Linked DNA regions of Mus musculus: regions 1, 2, 3 and 5 are each linked to region 4. The links are chromatin contacts, called in public Hi-C and promoter capture Hi-C maps. All regions are on one chromosome and are shown on one strand. Each heading gives the region's core, a stretch centred on a gene start, on an enhancer-like site or on the middle of the called end of the contact. The rest is flanking DNA. Distances are from core to core; before and after follow the strand shown.

Region 1 (2,700 bases), core at 25-2,524, 350 kb before region 4:
GTCCACTACCTCTGTGTCCTTTCTTTCCCACTCCCTCTGGTGGGTGGTGGGCTGCAAGGGAGGTTAAAGTGTTTAAGAACCATCATTAGAAATAAGGTTATATATTAAAATTTAAAGTTATGTATCAGGACTCTTCATGTGATATTTTTATTAAGAATTTGTAGTTTTGGTCAATTGGGTCTAAATAATAAGCTATGATTAACAAGAAACCACCACCCCTGATCTGGCACCAGGTATCAGGGTTGGAGCCTGGAGGGTTTGTGTTGTTTTTACATTCCTTTTTGAGCGAGAATAAGCCACTCTGTGCCAATAAGCCACAGAGTGTGTATAAAGGTCAGAGAACAACTTACAGGGGCCAATTCTCTCTGTCCATCATGTGGATTCTAGGGATCAAAGAGGTCATCAGGCTTGGCAGCAAGTGCCTTTGCCTACCGAGTCTTTACACCAGCTCCACCGTGGTTTTTGAGACAGTCTCTCACTGGACTGGATTTCAGCAAGAAAGCTAGGCTTGCCTTCTTGTCTCTGCCTCCTTGGCATTGGAATTATGAGTTGTTCCACCGTGCCATTTTTAAAAATGTAGGTTCTAGGAATTAAACTCGGCTCTCGGTGCTTATATAGTGAGCACTTTACAGAGGGAGTCACCTTGCCAGCACCTAGAATTCACTTTTATTCATATCCCAGTCTCCCCACGTAAGAAAGTGGGATCCCTTCTAGCATTACACCTAAGTTCTTAGTTGGATACTGAAGTCTTTTTTTAACAGATCTCTGGGGCTCAGAAGGCAAGAGCTCCTTGCAGAGGATTTAACCTCAATTCCTAGTACTCAACTTGCCAGCTCACAACTGCCTATAACTCTAGTCCCAGAAGATCAGACACTGTCCTCTGATCTCTGTGGGTACTAGGTATATACATTATTTTTTTTAAAAAAATCAATAAAAAATAAAAAAAAAGAAAAGAAAAAGAAAGAAAATCCTTTGGGAGCCTGGTATAATTGTTATAGCTATTTTTTTTTTTTTTACCATTTGCAAACTGCACGTGAAAAAGCTTGCCATCTCTCCCATTGTTTCCTGGCTTATTCAGGATCCATGCAAAAAGGGGAGTGTAGATTTAGCCTAAAGCTCACCCACAGGGAAATCCTCCAGGAGTCTAGTAAGCAGCAGCTTTTAATGAGTCATGAGGTCCTGGCCCCTCCCCATCTGCCACCAACCAACACTTCTCGGGCATGCTAGGAACCCCCACCCCACCCCACACCCACACCCAGGTCTTTGCCCTGGGTCCAGAGTCTGGGTCCTACCTACATATGGCACCGAGGATACCTAGAGGCCCCATGCAAGAGAAGGCCCTTGTTTTCCAGGCACTGAGGACCGCAGTCCCTAATTCCTGGCAGTTCCTGAGATCTCAAGGAAAGCAGGGTCAGCGAGGAGGCCTGGGGAGAGGCATCCTACACCCGATCTTGTGGCCTGCTGCCTAAGGGAAACAGGTAGGTAATTTGTTGGAGGCCAGAGACAAAAAGCAACATTTTTGCTTTTAGTGTCCGCAGTGCTGGGGAGCCCGGTGTCAGGCTGGGCAGTCTTGGGAAGAGATTCTGTAGAGGAGAGAGAAGAGAGTCCTATGGCTCAGTGCTGATTCTCAACTCCTCCCACATTCAGGAGACCATGACAGCTATGCTAACACTAGAAACCATGGCCAGTGAAGAAGAATATGGGCCGAGGAACTGTGTGGTGTGTGGAGACCGGGCCACAGGCTATCATTTCCACGCCCTGACTTGTGAGGGCTGCAAGGGCTTCTTCAGGTGAATGCTTCCTCCCCAACAGAAACAACCCCGACATTTCTATCAGTCCACCTTTAAACACTGGTACACCTCCAAGTTATAATCCTCTTGCAGCTAAGCTGAACTGCCCAGTGTCTAGCACTCTCAATCTTGCTGACCACAACGCAGTGTGAAACTGGTGACCTAATGACAAGGCAGGTTAACCATTTGTCCCAGAGACAGAGCCTAAGAGTCAAGAACACTTGTGTAGCACACACTACCTGCAAAGTACCGAGATCATTGCCACACGAGGGTTCCTGAGTAACCTTGTGTTCTCATGAAAACGCTCCAACTACCTCTGAAGACCTTTGCGCACAGCTCAGATGAGTCTGTTGTTAAATCGATCCGTCTTTTAGGCCGTGTCCTTTTGGGGTGCTCTTAGACCCACCTGCATGTTCTCTGCCATCTAAAACCATGCAGTGCCTGTCTCTATCTCACAGACGAACAGTCAGCAAAACCATTGGTCCCATCTGTCCGTTTGCTGGAAGGTGTGAGGTCAGCAAGGCCCAGAGACGCCACTGTCCAGCCTGCAGGTTGCAGAAGTGTCTAAATGTTGGCATGAGGAAAGACAGTGAGTTGGTCCCTACCGTTCCAGGAGTCCATTGGTGCTTCTCTGCTTTTGTTCAGGTTCCCACAGCAGGCAAAGTGAGCTGTTGGAAACCAATCAGATTCTGCCTGTTTTCAAAACTTCTAATCTCTTGTTTTAAAAAGCACTTATTTTTAATGTGTGTGTTCACCTGCATATATGTCTAAGTACCATGTGTGTGCCTGGTGCCCACAAAGGCTAGAGAAGAGTGTTGGATCGCCTGGAACTTGAGTTCCATATGAGTTGCCATATGGGTGCTGGGATTTTAACCCAGGTTCTCTGCAAGATCAAGTGTTTTTAACCCTG
Region 2 (2,700 bases), core at 24-2,523, 440 kb after region 4:
GAACTGGGGTCCTCTGTGAGAGCCACAAGTCCTCTTAACACTGAGCCATCCTTCCAGCCCCAGGACCCCATCTTTTAAAAAGTAAATAAAACCAGATGTAATGTCGGGGGATTTTTATAAATGAAACATAAGGAGCCGTCATGTCAGCACTGTCTGACTTTCACCTGGAGGCCATGCAAACACAGGCTTACAAAGGAAGATGCAGGCTGACACTCACCCTGAGCCCCACCCCCAGATGATTAACCATCACAGCTCTCTCACCTCAGAATCCAGTTAACAGCAAGCAGTTTCTCATTTCCCTTCATTCTCCACACTGGCTGGAGGCAGTGGCATGACAAGGCCCACACTGCCCCCTACCGCCCGGACTCCTCCCTGACCACCTTTAGCTCCCACTTTGAAAAAAAGAAAAGCAACAGAAAACCCCCACTAAAGTCAAATGTCTTTATTTTATATATAAAAAAAATTTTTGTACAGTTTTAGTTCCTATGTTTAAGAAAAAAAAGTCCCTAAAATTGCCATAATGTTTAATCCACTGCAAATGTAAAAACAAGCTTTTTATATATTAAAAAAAATTTACATTTTACAATTTTCTACATGCATGCACAAGGTCTCAGCTCTGGAACAAACAAAAAAAAAATAGCCCCAAAAATTTGTTTTAAAAATTTTGAAAATAAAAAAGAAGAAAAGAAAGAGAGAGAAGAAAAAGGATTTTAAAAAATCTAGATCCAACAATGGAAAGTTCTACATTTACAATCTCACTTGGAAGAGATTCAAGAAGCCCTTCCTTTTGCGCACAGAAGGACAAATTACAACAATCACACAATCAGAACAGAATCCATCAGCAGATGCTGCCCCACGGGGAGAAGAGAGGAAAGAAAAAAGACCGACAGACAGACACCAGGAAGGGACAAGGCAGAGCTAGGCCCAACCAACAGGGAGAGCAGGGACCCAGACAAACAGGGACTAAGAGAATCCTGCCTCCTTGTCTTTATTAAATCAGGATTCACAACGGGAATGCTGTGGCCAGCCAGCTAGGAGCGAAAGCACAGAGCGTAATGGCAGGGATCAGAGGAAGTGGGAGATCAACAGAGAGAACAAAGACATACATTTAAGGAGAAACTGGAAAGGGACCAATGGGGAGGGTGACAGTGGCGAGGTAGGTGATGGACGGAGGCACGGTGTCCTGGTGTGGAGGCACGGCGTCCTGGTGTAGAGGGAAGAGCGGTAAGCCCGCACTGAGGTCATGAAAACAAAGGCCAAGTTGTGTAGTGGGGATGAGCCAGGATGCCACCCAGCCGGAGCACACACACAGAGTGCACTGGAGTAGCCCAGCCCAGCATCCCCTATGGTGAGAGAGCTGAGCAGGCTAGTCTCATGCCCGCAGTGCAAGCATGAGAAACCACGGAGCCACCGGTGGGACAGCGCTGGTTGAGGAAACTGCTCAGAGAGACTGGGTCAGCTGCCCACCCATAGCAGTTCACAGCATGAAGACAACTTCCCATTCTGGAGAAGCAAAAGACACACACACACACACACACACACACACACACACACACACACACACCTCGCACACACAGAGCCATACATTTGACAATTCATCCTGACATCTTAAAAAATAATAACAACCAAAGCAGACGAAGATACCACAGTTCTGACACGAAGGACCAAAACGCTACCATTCTTAAGTCACAGCCCTTAGTGCTTAGACAGGGAGTCAGGGAAACTTCTTCTCTTTGTTTTAGGATAAAAGGAATGGAAATATCACAGTGATTAAAAAACATGGCAGGTTCTTAAAATAAACACTCCTGTGCCCCTAACCTAGGGCATCAACTAAGATCCCAAATCTTTTCCTTCGGCCCACCCCACCCACCCACTCCTCAAAGCAACAGCAAAACCCGCTCTTGCCCACAAAGGCAATGACCCCAATCACCATCCGGGCCCTGCTTTCCAGGATAGTGAGGTATTTACGTGACTCAAAAGGTTCTCCTCTGAAACCTGAATTTTCTTTCTTCTTCTTCTCCTTCTTCTTCTTTCTTTCTTTCTTTTTTTTTTTTTTTAAAGAAAAGATACCTTCCCATTACCCAAGGACATCGTAATTTCACTGGAATTTATTCAGGCACCTCTATCACAGCCCTAAGCTAACCTCGAGGCCCTGCGTAAGTCAGCTCCAAAGACCATTCCCATGAGAACAAAGTAAGCCCTAATGGACAAGCCCTTTAGTAACTGGTAGGTAGGCTTCCACTTTGAATCCTGCAGCCGCACGGTGAGATCAAAGGTACCCCATCTTAGGGCGTGCTTTGCACAGCAAATACCAGCAGAATACCCAGGGACGTGAAGGGCCCGTGCAGGGGCTTTGAGGGTTATTTAAAGAAGTGACACAGGGACATTTCTCCATCGAAGCCACCAGGACAGTCATCCGCATGGATCCCAGAAAGAAAGATGTGGGTGTTCCCTATTTCTAGTCCTTGTGGTAAAAAATAATTTAAAGGTGTCTAATTTAAAGGCTCAAGTTTACTCTGAAAAATATCCATTAGAGGGTTAGGGAATCCTGCTCAAAGTGACTACTGAGATTCGTTCAGATTTGCTGCAAAGGCTGTGTTAGTTAGAATGGGGCGAGGAGCTAATACCCACAAAAGGCAGTAATCCTGGTCCCTCACCCTGATAAAGAGCCCAGAAAGCGAGGCGGGAGAAAAGAGGATG
Region 3 (2,700 bases), core at 159-2,658, 360 kb before region 4:
GGCAATTCTTAAGCTGTTTTTCTGTAACCAACTAACTTGAAACACACACACACACACACACACACACACGCACGCACGCACACTAGCTAACTCAGATTCCAGATTGAGAACCTACTAGACTCCAGGTAGAGTGCTAAGTACTTGGCATATATAATTTAATCTTTTAGAACAACCAGTGTTACCTTCATTTTACAGATAGAAAGCTGAAGCACAGACAAATTAAGTGATGCTCCCATGGCCACAGAGCTACTAAGTAGCACAACTAGGCACTGGCATACAGCTGAGCAACATACTGAACACAAGGGCGCGCTTACTAAGAATGGGGCCGCAGAAGGCAGGCATGCTAAGCCACTGTTCAAATCGACGTCATCCAGGAACGACAATCTTGTCTCCTGATAAGAGGATCTGCCTGGGATGCTACAAATTAAGTCAGATAACAGGGACAGTTCTTCTTAATGTGTTACCATGGACAGTGTTCTTTGAACCGAGTCAACCAGTTACAGGACCGGGTTGGCTCCCATGACCATCACCACAGAACCTGTGCGAAAATTTGGATGTAACAGGCACTGCACTGCAACGGGAGGTCTTCTCTGGAAGAGAACATCTCCCCAGGTGCTAGATGTGCCTTCCTCTTCTACAGTATTCATGGACGTCAGGTACCCCCCCACACACACACACACACACATCGTTCCTCATTGAATAAGTGAAAACTGCCACCCGAAGGGAGGGAGTTAGGTGGCCAGGGATGGAGCTGTTGGCTGCTACTTATAGAGTGCAAGAACCACACAATCCTAGCGGAGGTCGGAGAGAACTGAAGTGAGGGCATCAAAGAAAGCCATGGTAACCTCGGAGCAATACGATATAGATGCGGAGGATAGCACCCAAGAGAGTTTATCTGCCCGAGAGCTCAGTTCCCGCTTACAGCTGACTCCAGTCACCCCCTCCCCAAAGCACTATTGCAATTGTTAGGCTAAAAGCACCCCCTGCCAGTGGCTTCCGAGAGCCGGGAGGTAGGGGCTTTCCTAGAGGGGCAGTGGCGTCCATCCAGAGAGTAACTCTAGCTTCCCGGGACCTGGAGCCGCAGCCTTCTCCCCGCCGCAGCCCTGGCCCGGACGCGGAGGTGACGGGGTATGCCAAGTGGCACCACTCACCTCGCTCATCCCGGCGGCCGGACGGGCGTGGCAGGCGCAGGTGAGGCAAGGGGTCCTCGGAGATGCGTGCGTGAACCGCGGCCGAGAGTTGCTGGGCTCCGGGGCAGGGGCCCTGGAGGGCTCGGAGGGGAGAGTGCACGCTGCGAGCTGTTGCTTAATGCTGCCCCAAATGCTCCGGCTGCAGCGCTGCTCAGGGAGCCCCTTCTGACCTGGTCCTGTCAGCAGCTCCGGGCGCCTTGACCGGCTCCACCTTTTATAGTGAGCTGCGGTCCCTGCCTCCAGCCCAACCAATAGAAACTCTGCCTAGTGCAGACTGACAGCTCCTTGAACCCAGTGGTGGCAGGCTCAGAAATCTGCTGCATTTCCAAACTAGGGTAAGACGGAGAGAGCGGGAAGGAGGGGGGAGACCATGGGGGATGAGAAGACAGAAAACGAAGTAGGGAACCGGTAAAGGAAAGAGAAGTAGTAAGTAGTAACTGAAGAAACTGAACTCTGGTCCTCTTGAAGAACAGCTAAGGCTCTTGAGCCTTAGCTCAACCTCACATTGTATATATCGTTTAAGGAAAAAGAAAATAAACAGAACACAGGTAAACACACAGACCTTTTAGTTCTGTTTATCTATCTAGTTTTCATCTAAGGAAATTCTTTAATTTTCAAGCCTACAGTTCTTATTGACTTCATAAAAATCTCTTACAGCTTCAGTCAGTCAAACCCGGATACTGCAGCTTTCATAGATATATTCTTTGGTTGGTACCATCACAGACTGTTAACAACTGTAACTGTGACTTGTCACTACCATTCAGTGGTTTGGTCTCTTCTCAACAACCAACTTCAAGGAAGACCTCAATCGGTCTTTTTTTCTAACTTGACTCTTTGTGTTTATACATTTCCTCTGTTGGGTTAGAAATTAGGAAGATGGGGGAAAGATCCATCTGAGATCCTGTGATTCTGTTTCTAATAGGAATCTGGTTGCCTCAGTTACTAAAGTTCTAACTAGGCTGGCTCCTACTCACTCTGTACAGCATACTCCTCTGGAATCTTTCTAATGAACAATTAATTAGCATTGAAAAGGTTGTCCTTAGTGAAACAAACCTTAATTCTTGCTGCTATGAAATGAGCTTTGAGATGATAATGAGAATTCACCCTGTAGGTTAGGGATCAGCTAACTTTCCAGGTAACAATCAAATAATAAATGTTTTTTTCTTTGTAGGATCGCTGTACTCTTTGCTGAGCCATTTCCTACTGCACTTGAATACGGGCACAAATACTTATGTCAACAAACAGCTATGGCTCCATCTGATATAAATGTATTTGTGACCACTGAAGTTTGAATTTCATATAAATTTCATGGGCTACACTGTGTCTTCTTTTTAAATTTTAGTGGAGGAGCTGCAGAGGTGGCTCAGCAGCTAAGAGCACTTGCTGCTGTTCCAGAAGTCACTTCCAGGCACCTGTACAAACATGGGAATATGGCATATACTCATACATATAGTAAATAAATTTTAGTGTATATGATGGTCTGTATATGCTTGGCCCAGGAAGGGGTAGC
Region 4 (2,700 bases), core at 167-2,666:
TGCTCTCTTCAGACACAGCAGAAGAGGGTAATCAGATACAATAACAGATGGTTGTGAGCCACTATGTGGTTGCTGGGAACTGAACTCAGGAACTTCAGAAGAGCAGTCAGTGCTCTTAAGCCATCTCTCCAGCACTTATTATGGCATTTTCACACCAGTATATTCCAGAGCTTTCTATTCAAGCTCTCAAGGATAGCTATTAATTTGGTGCTGAAAACTATCTTGAAGGGAAGCCAAGTTTCCATTTCCATGTATTGCTTACCTTCAGGGGGAAGATCATAGATTTGTGTTTGTGTGTGTGTGTGTGTGTGTGTGTGTGTGTGTGTGTGTGTGTGTGTGTGTGTGTTCACTTGGGCATGTGTGGAAGTCAGGGGTGGAGTCCATCCTCCCTCTTCATCAGGAGGATTCTGGCGATTATGCTCCGGCTGGCAGGCCTGATGATGAGCACCTTAACCCACTGAGCCATCTCGCTTACCCAACTGCTGTTGACTGTGAGGACTCAGAAAGCAATTTGGTCAGCACTACACAGGTTGCAAGTTGATGAGCTGGAGTTCAAGTCCAGGTCTTTGACTCCAAATTGACTGTCTGTCTGGTCCAGAGCATCCGTTGCTTGCCACCACTGGCAGCCACCTGTCCTATAAAGGCCGCTCTTGCTCAGTGTTGGTCGGGCTAGAAACAGATCAAAGAATGGAATGAGAGGATGGGCTTGGGAGAACCACACGTGTTTGTTGCTAAGGGGAAAAGAAGAGGAAAAGAGCAAGAGGCCTGGCTTCTGGATATGGCCTTGAAGTAAAGGGTCCTGAGGGAGTGGGGTTCGGGGTGGGGTGGGGTGGGTACCACTGACTCCACCCCTCCTTGGAGTTCAAAGGATCTCTGCTGCCTGCTCTTCTACAGGATGAATCCAGCCACGGAAGGGGGTGAGCACCACAAAGCGTTTCACATCCTTTGGTTGTGGAGGGGTGAAAGGAGGAACACAGTTTGCATATGTTGAACATTTGAGATCAGACTTCCTGGGCTCATGAGATTTTTCCCAGCAAGTCTAAATGTTATGTCTCTTCCTTAATCACCCCATATGCTCTTCCTCTTCCACGTTAGTACCTACTTACTCAGGGTTCTTCTTCTCAGGCCACCCTACCCCTAAGTTCCTTCAGACTTCTGCTTCCACGGTGTATGCTGGTTTGGGGCAGCCTGGAATAATGACTGTTGGTTTTCTTTCCCACCCTGTGGGAGCCACTAAGAATTCAGCACCAGGCTGAGGAGGACCAAGGGCTGGGATTTTGCAACTGGTTTTTTGTGAGTCACTGTGCACTCTGAGTACCCACCCACTGGAGGCATCTTAGCTTGTGGGAACCCACGTGGAGGGACTGAGGCTTTCTCGGTAGCCTTGTCAGTGCACAGCAGAAGTGAACAGCCTTCAGTTGAGGAAATTGTGGCTGGACAGGCAGTGAGGTAGTTCTGCTGTGTCCTGCTGACAGTTAGCTGCGAGCCTATTGACATCTGAGCACCTGGAGAAGACAGGGCCCCCGTAGTCTGCTCTGTCCTGTGGTGATGTTGGGGCAAGCTGTCCTGTTCACAACCTTTCTGCTCCTCAGGGCTCATCAGGGCCAAGGTAAGGATTTTTGTGTTGGTGTGGGATGGGGCCTGGCATACACCCATGGGTGCCTGAGTGTGTGAGGGAGATCAGAAGTTAGAGCCTCTGATTATGCCATTTCGATAGTCACCTGGAACACAGAAAGCCAGAGGAGAGGTTAGAGAAGGTGGTCCAGGTCCTTAGGGCTATTGTAAAGTGGGTGGAGTTTAGTCTGTATGAAAACTGTGGAAAACTGGAGCGATGTGTGTACAAGCCTTCTCTGGAGCAATGTGTGCATTAGCTTTCCCTTTTCTCGCTCTGGGAGTGGATTCATCACCAGCCATAGCTTTTTCCTTCATTCCGACACAGTTTCACACAAACACCACCTTGTCATTGTCACCTTCCCCACAGAATTCGTGTCCATTCTGAAGAAAAGGATGGTCTGGGAGTTGTGAGGAGTCCCTGGATGCTTTGGGTCTGGGTGAGGTAAGGTAGAGAAAAGAAGGTAGGACAGGCAGGGTCTCACGAGTCAGCACAGAGACTGCTCCACTTTGGGTGGGTTGGGTTGAGCCTTGCATTTCTCAGGGACTGTTTTCTAGTTGTCACTGTGCTGGAGGGGACCCCGGGAGTCCCTCTAGCAGGCCCAACTCATTTGCATTCAGCTTCTGGTCACCTTACCTCCTCTCAAATGAGGCATGAATGGAGGAATCTCTTCCTGAGGAAGAGATTTTGGCTCAGGACTCAAAGAGACTCTGGTTCAGTAGAAGTCACCCCAGGGGCAGCCAGATGATGATGACAAACCTTTCTTACTAAAGTGTGATATCTGCATATCAGTGTACGTGTCAGTGAGTCACTTTTCTGATGACTTTGGGACAATCGTGCGTTTATGTCCACTCATTGTCTACTGTCTTTCCCATAAACATAAGCAATATTCTCACTCCAAATCTCACAGATTAGTTTTGCCTGGATGTACGTGGCATCCCATGGTATGGGTTCCTGACTTCTTTTACTTGACACTTCTATGACGTTTGTCTATGTATCTTATCTCTTTGATGGGAGTTTCCAGTCCCTGCATGCCATGCATCTGGGTGAGATAAGACAACTCCATCCCAGGCTTACACCATCCTCTG
Region 5 (2,700 bases), core at 120-2,619, 360 kb after region 4:
TGTTTCTCCCGGTTCAGGCACCAATTGTGACTCCCCCCCCCCCCCTGGGGAGATTTGAGCAAGTATCTCTAATCACCTCATATAGGACTGAGAACAAAACAAAGAAACAGCCCTCACAAGTCCGGATTAGTTCTTTGAGGTTACTGACAGGTGCACGGATGAGGGGTTATCTGTAGGCGTGGGGGTGGTTCAAAGGCATTTGCATACCTGACAGCCCACTCTCAGAGCACCATCAATGACCTAATACTTTTCTACTTGGACCTTCTCAAAGTTGCCACCACATCTGCATCAACATACTGGAGACCAAGCCTCCAGCATCCGAATCTTCCGAGGTCAGAACCACAGGGATTGGGGCAAAAAAAAATAACAACTGAGCCACATTATAAACGAGTAAGATCTGACAAGCATTACAGAAGATGGCACAGACAAGGTGAACATTTTCTCAAGTGCGTAGAGAGGACACGATTTAAGTCTCTCTAAAAATTTCTAAGTTAAAATCATTCAAGGTATTTCCTTTCTTTTTCAAGGTATTCTTCTCTCATATATATTACATCCCTGACAGCAGTTTCCCTCTCTCCTCCCTCCCAGTCTTTCCCCTCCCCCCTTACTTCCCCCAACACCTCCCTCAGCCCCCTCCATCCAGTTCTCTTCCTTTTCGCTCCAGAAAAGAGCAAGTCTCTCAGGGATATCAACCAAACAAGGCATATCCAGTTGCAATAAAACTAGGTACCTCCCCTCATAAGGACTAGGCAACCCAATAGGAGGAAGAGTCCCAAAATCAGGCAAGAGTCAGAGACAGCCCCCTATCCCACTGTTGGAAGTCCTACTAGAAGACCAAGCTACATAATCATTATATATATAATATATATATATATATATATATATATATATAGCACCTAGGTTAGAACCATGCAGGGTCCCTAGTTGCCACTTCAGTCTCTGTGAGCGCCCCATGAACCCAGGCTAATTGATTCTGTAGGTTTTCTTGAGGTGTCCTTGACCCCTTTGTCTCCAACAATCCTTCCTCCACCTCTTCTGCAAGATTCCCCAAGCTCCACAGGATGTTTGACTCTGGATCTCTGCATCTGTTTCCATCAGTTGCTGGGTGAAGCCTCTCTGATGACAACTGGGCTAGGCTCCTGCCTCAAGTATAGCAGATTTGTTTTGCTATGGTTGGTTTGTTTGTTTGTTTGTTTGTTTGTTTGTTTGTTGTGTCTCTGGGCTATCCAGCCTCTGCTTCATGGCTCTCCACACAGTATCAGGAGTGGGCTCCCCGTCCTGGCATAGGTCTTAAGATGGACCAGTCACTGATTGGCCACTCCCACAATTTCTGTGTCACCTTTACCCCAGCACATCTTGCTGGCAAGACAAATCATAAGTAGAAGGTTTTTGTGGCTGGGTTGGTGTCCCAGTCCCTCCACCAGAAGTCTTGCCTGGTTACAGAAGATGGCCCGTTCAAGTTCCACGTTCCCTACTGCTAAGAGTCTTAGCTTACAAAAGATATTCTTGTAAGCCAAGTGTGAAGTTAATCACGACAACCAAAGGTTTGCTAACATAGAGGAAGAGCTCTCATCAATAGGGGAACAGAAAGTCTCAGCGACAAGCTTATGAAAGAATGGCTGTCTCAAGGGCTCCAGCACCCGACTCCGCCTGTCAGAGGATGGTCTGGCTCTTTCCACTTGTCTTCTGCCTCGGCTCAGGTAAAAAACGTCTGTGGAAACTGATTGAGTCACTGAGTGAGTTCCTTCTTTGGAATGCCTTGCTCCTCTTGGTCAGGTTGACTGCCCAGTTCTCTATTCAGAGACTTAGAAAGCTCACCGTGGTCCTAGCGAACTGCTTCCCGCAGACTGCCACGGGACTGATTCAGAGCAAACACTTCGGCTGGGGGCCAAGGGGAAGGGAAGTGTTTTCTGAGATATGGAAAATGAGTCTTTGTAAGTCAGGACTGTTCGTGACCAGCGTATTGTGGTACAAAAATAAGTTTAAGCGGGAAAAAGATCTACAATTTAACTACTGTGATACTGTGCGACTTCAGGGGGCTTCATTATCTTTCCCGAGCTTCACTCTTCGCTCAGATACTGAAAACCCACCAACGCTTTCACACTGCAATTAGGAAGGGATTGACTGAGCCTGCTTCTTCTCCCTGCTATCTGGAAAGCTCTCACTGTCTTTAAGAACTCAGAGGGTGCCTATCTGGACTGAAGCGTAGTGTTCTAAAACAGGAGATCAAGCAATGGCTACTAACACAGACCTAGCCCCGAGAGAATTCATTGAAGAAAAAAAAAAAGAACCAATAGGTAGCCTAGCATTTATTTTATTCCAGAAAATGAGCTAATTATTAAACATGCATTACATTTAGATGTCCATAACGTGTTTGTGAATTTATTCTATTAATAGCTACAAGTAACTTAGACTATGGCAATTTAAATAACTTTTGAAAATTCTATTAGTCATCAGGTAGCTGAAAAAAACCAATAAAAATAAAAACAAATCACTTGACTAAAACTTTCAGTAACAAACACCTGTGTGCATGCACACACACAAACCAAGACATACTGCAGATATAGAGCTATCTAGACAAATTGACAACAGAAAGAAAAAGAAAGCAAGGTTCATTAAGTCATTTGATAAACCATTCACTAAATGACCACTGAATGCACGGCACTGTGGGCGTTTCAGGAACTAAGTCAACACAATTTC

The links. Hi-C and Micro-C count contacts between places; a contact is called where the count stands out from the background. Capture Hi-C pulls out chosen DNA fragments and counts their contacts.
Region 1: a promoter capture Hi-C map of liver shows a contact between it and region 4. The contact joins the promoter of Nr1i3 here to the promoter of Cd244a in region 4. A contact is called at or near these places in 7 of 39 promoter capture datasets (the 3T3-L1 cell line, embryonic stem cells, hippocampal neurons and 3 more), 1 of 115 datasets of contacts at active chromatin or transcription factors (memory CD8 T cells) and 2 of 9 other capture datasets (liver and pancreatic islet).
Region 2: a Hi-C map of cerebral cortex shows a contact between it and region 4, with 1.8 times the contacts expected there. The contact joins the enhancer-like site here to the promoter of Cd244a in region 4. A contact is called at or near these places in 1 of 39 promoter capture datasets (hippocampal neurons), 5 of 484 Hi-C or Micro-C datasets (the G1E-ER4 cell line, cerebral cortex and uterus), 3 of 115 datasets of contacts at active chromatin or transcription factors (astrocytes, embryonic stem cells and memory CD8 T cells) and 3 of 9 other capture datasets (adipose tissue, liver and macrophages).
Region 3: a promoter capture Hi-C map of adipose tissue shows a contact between it and region 4. The contact joins the promoter of Pcp4l1 here to the promoter of Cd244a in region 4. A contact is called at or near these places in 1 of 39 promoter capture datasets (neutrophils), 1 of 115 datasets of contacts at active chromatin or transcription factors (microglia) and 2 of 9 other capture datasets (adipose tissue and pancreatic islet).
Region 5: a promoter capture Hi-C map of adipose tissue shows a contact between it and region 4. The contact joins the promoter of Slamf6 here to the promoter of Cd244a in region 4. A contact is called at or near these places in 10 of 39 promoter capture datasets (the C10 cell line, the HPC-7 cell line, cranial neural crest and 6 more), 3 of 115 datasets of contacts at active chromatin or transcription factors (effector CD8 T cells, memory CD8 T cells and pancreatic cancer cells) and 2 of 9 other capture datasets (adipose tissue and liver).

The regions. Positions count from the first base shown.
Region 1 is chr1:171,212,696-171,215,395 of GRCm38.p6, forward strand. It overlaps Nr1i3 (nuclear receptor subfamily 1, group I, member 3), which reads left to right and starts at 1,275. Exons shown (of 9, transcript NM_009803.5): 1 at 1,275-1,478; 2 at 1,648-1,790; 3 at 2,249-2,379. The coding sequence starts at 1,654.
Region 2 is chr1:172,000,533-172,003,232 of GRCm38.p6, forward strand. Vangl2 (VANGL planar cell polarity 2) reads right to left here. Exons shown (of 8, transcript NM_033509.4): 8 at 428-2,700. Among named protein-coding and RNA genes, the nearest start is that of Vangl2, 25 kb to the right of the region's middle. Within about 2 kb of position 1,274, at least 41 of the 459 cell types and tissues checked have an H3K27ac peak or open chromatin away from gene starts, as enhancers often do. A contact at or near this core is called in cerebral cortex, where this site is marked.
Region 3 is chr1:171,194,860-171,197,559 of GRCm38.p6, forward strand. Pcp4l1 (Purkinje cell protein 4-like 1) reads right to left here and starts at 1,409. Exons shown (of 3, transcript NM_025557.1): 1 at 1,152-1,409. The coding sequence starts at 1,160.
Region 4 is chr1:171,557,777-171,560,476 of GRCm38.p6, forward strand. It overlaps Cd244a (CD244 molecule A), which reads left to right and starts at 1,417. Exons shown (of 9, transcript NM_018729.2): 1 at 1,417-1,609. The coding sequence starts at 1,549. Gm35200 (a long non-coding RNA gene) reads right to left here. Exons shown (of 5, transcript XR_373705.3): 3 at 1-669.
Region 5 is chr1:171,916,093-171,918,792 of GRCm38.p6, forward strand. Slamf6 (SLAM family member 6) reads left to right here and starts at 1,370. Exons shown (of 9, transcript NM_001347186.1): 1 at 1,370-1,700. The coding sequence starts at 1,616. The region is part of intron 1 of Gm37065 (predicted gene, 37065); the gene reads right to left.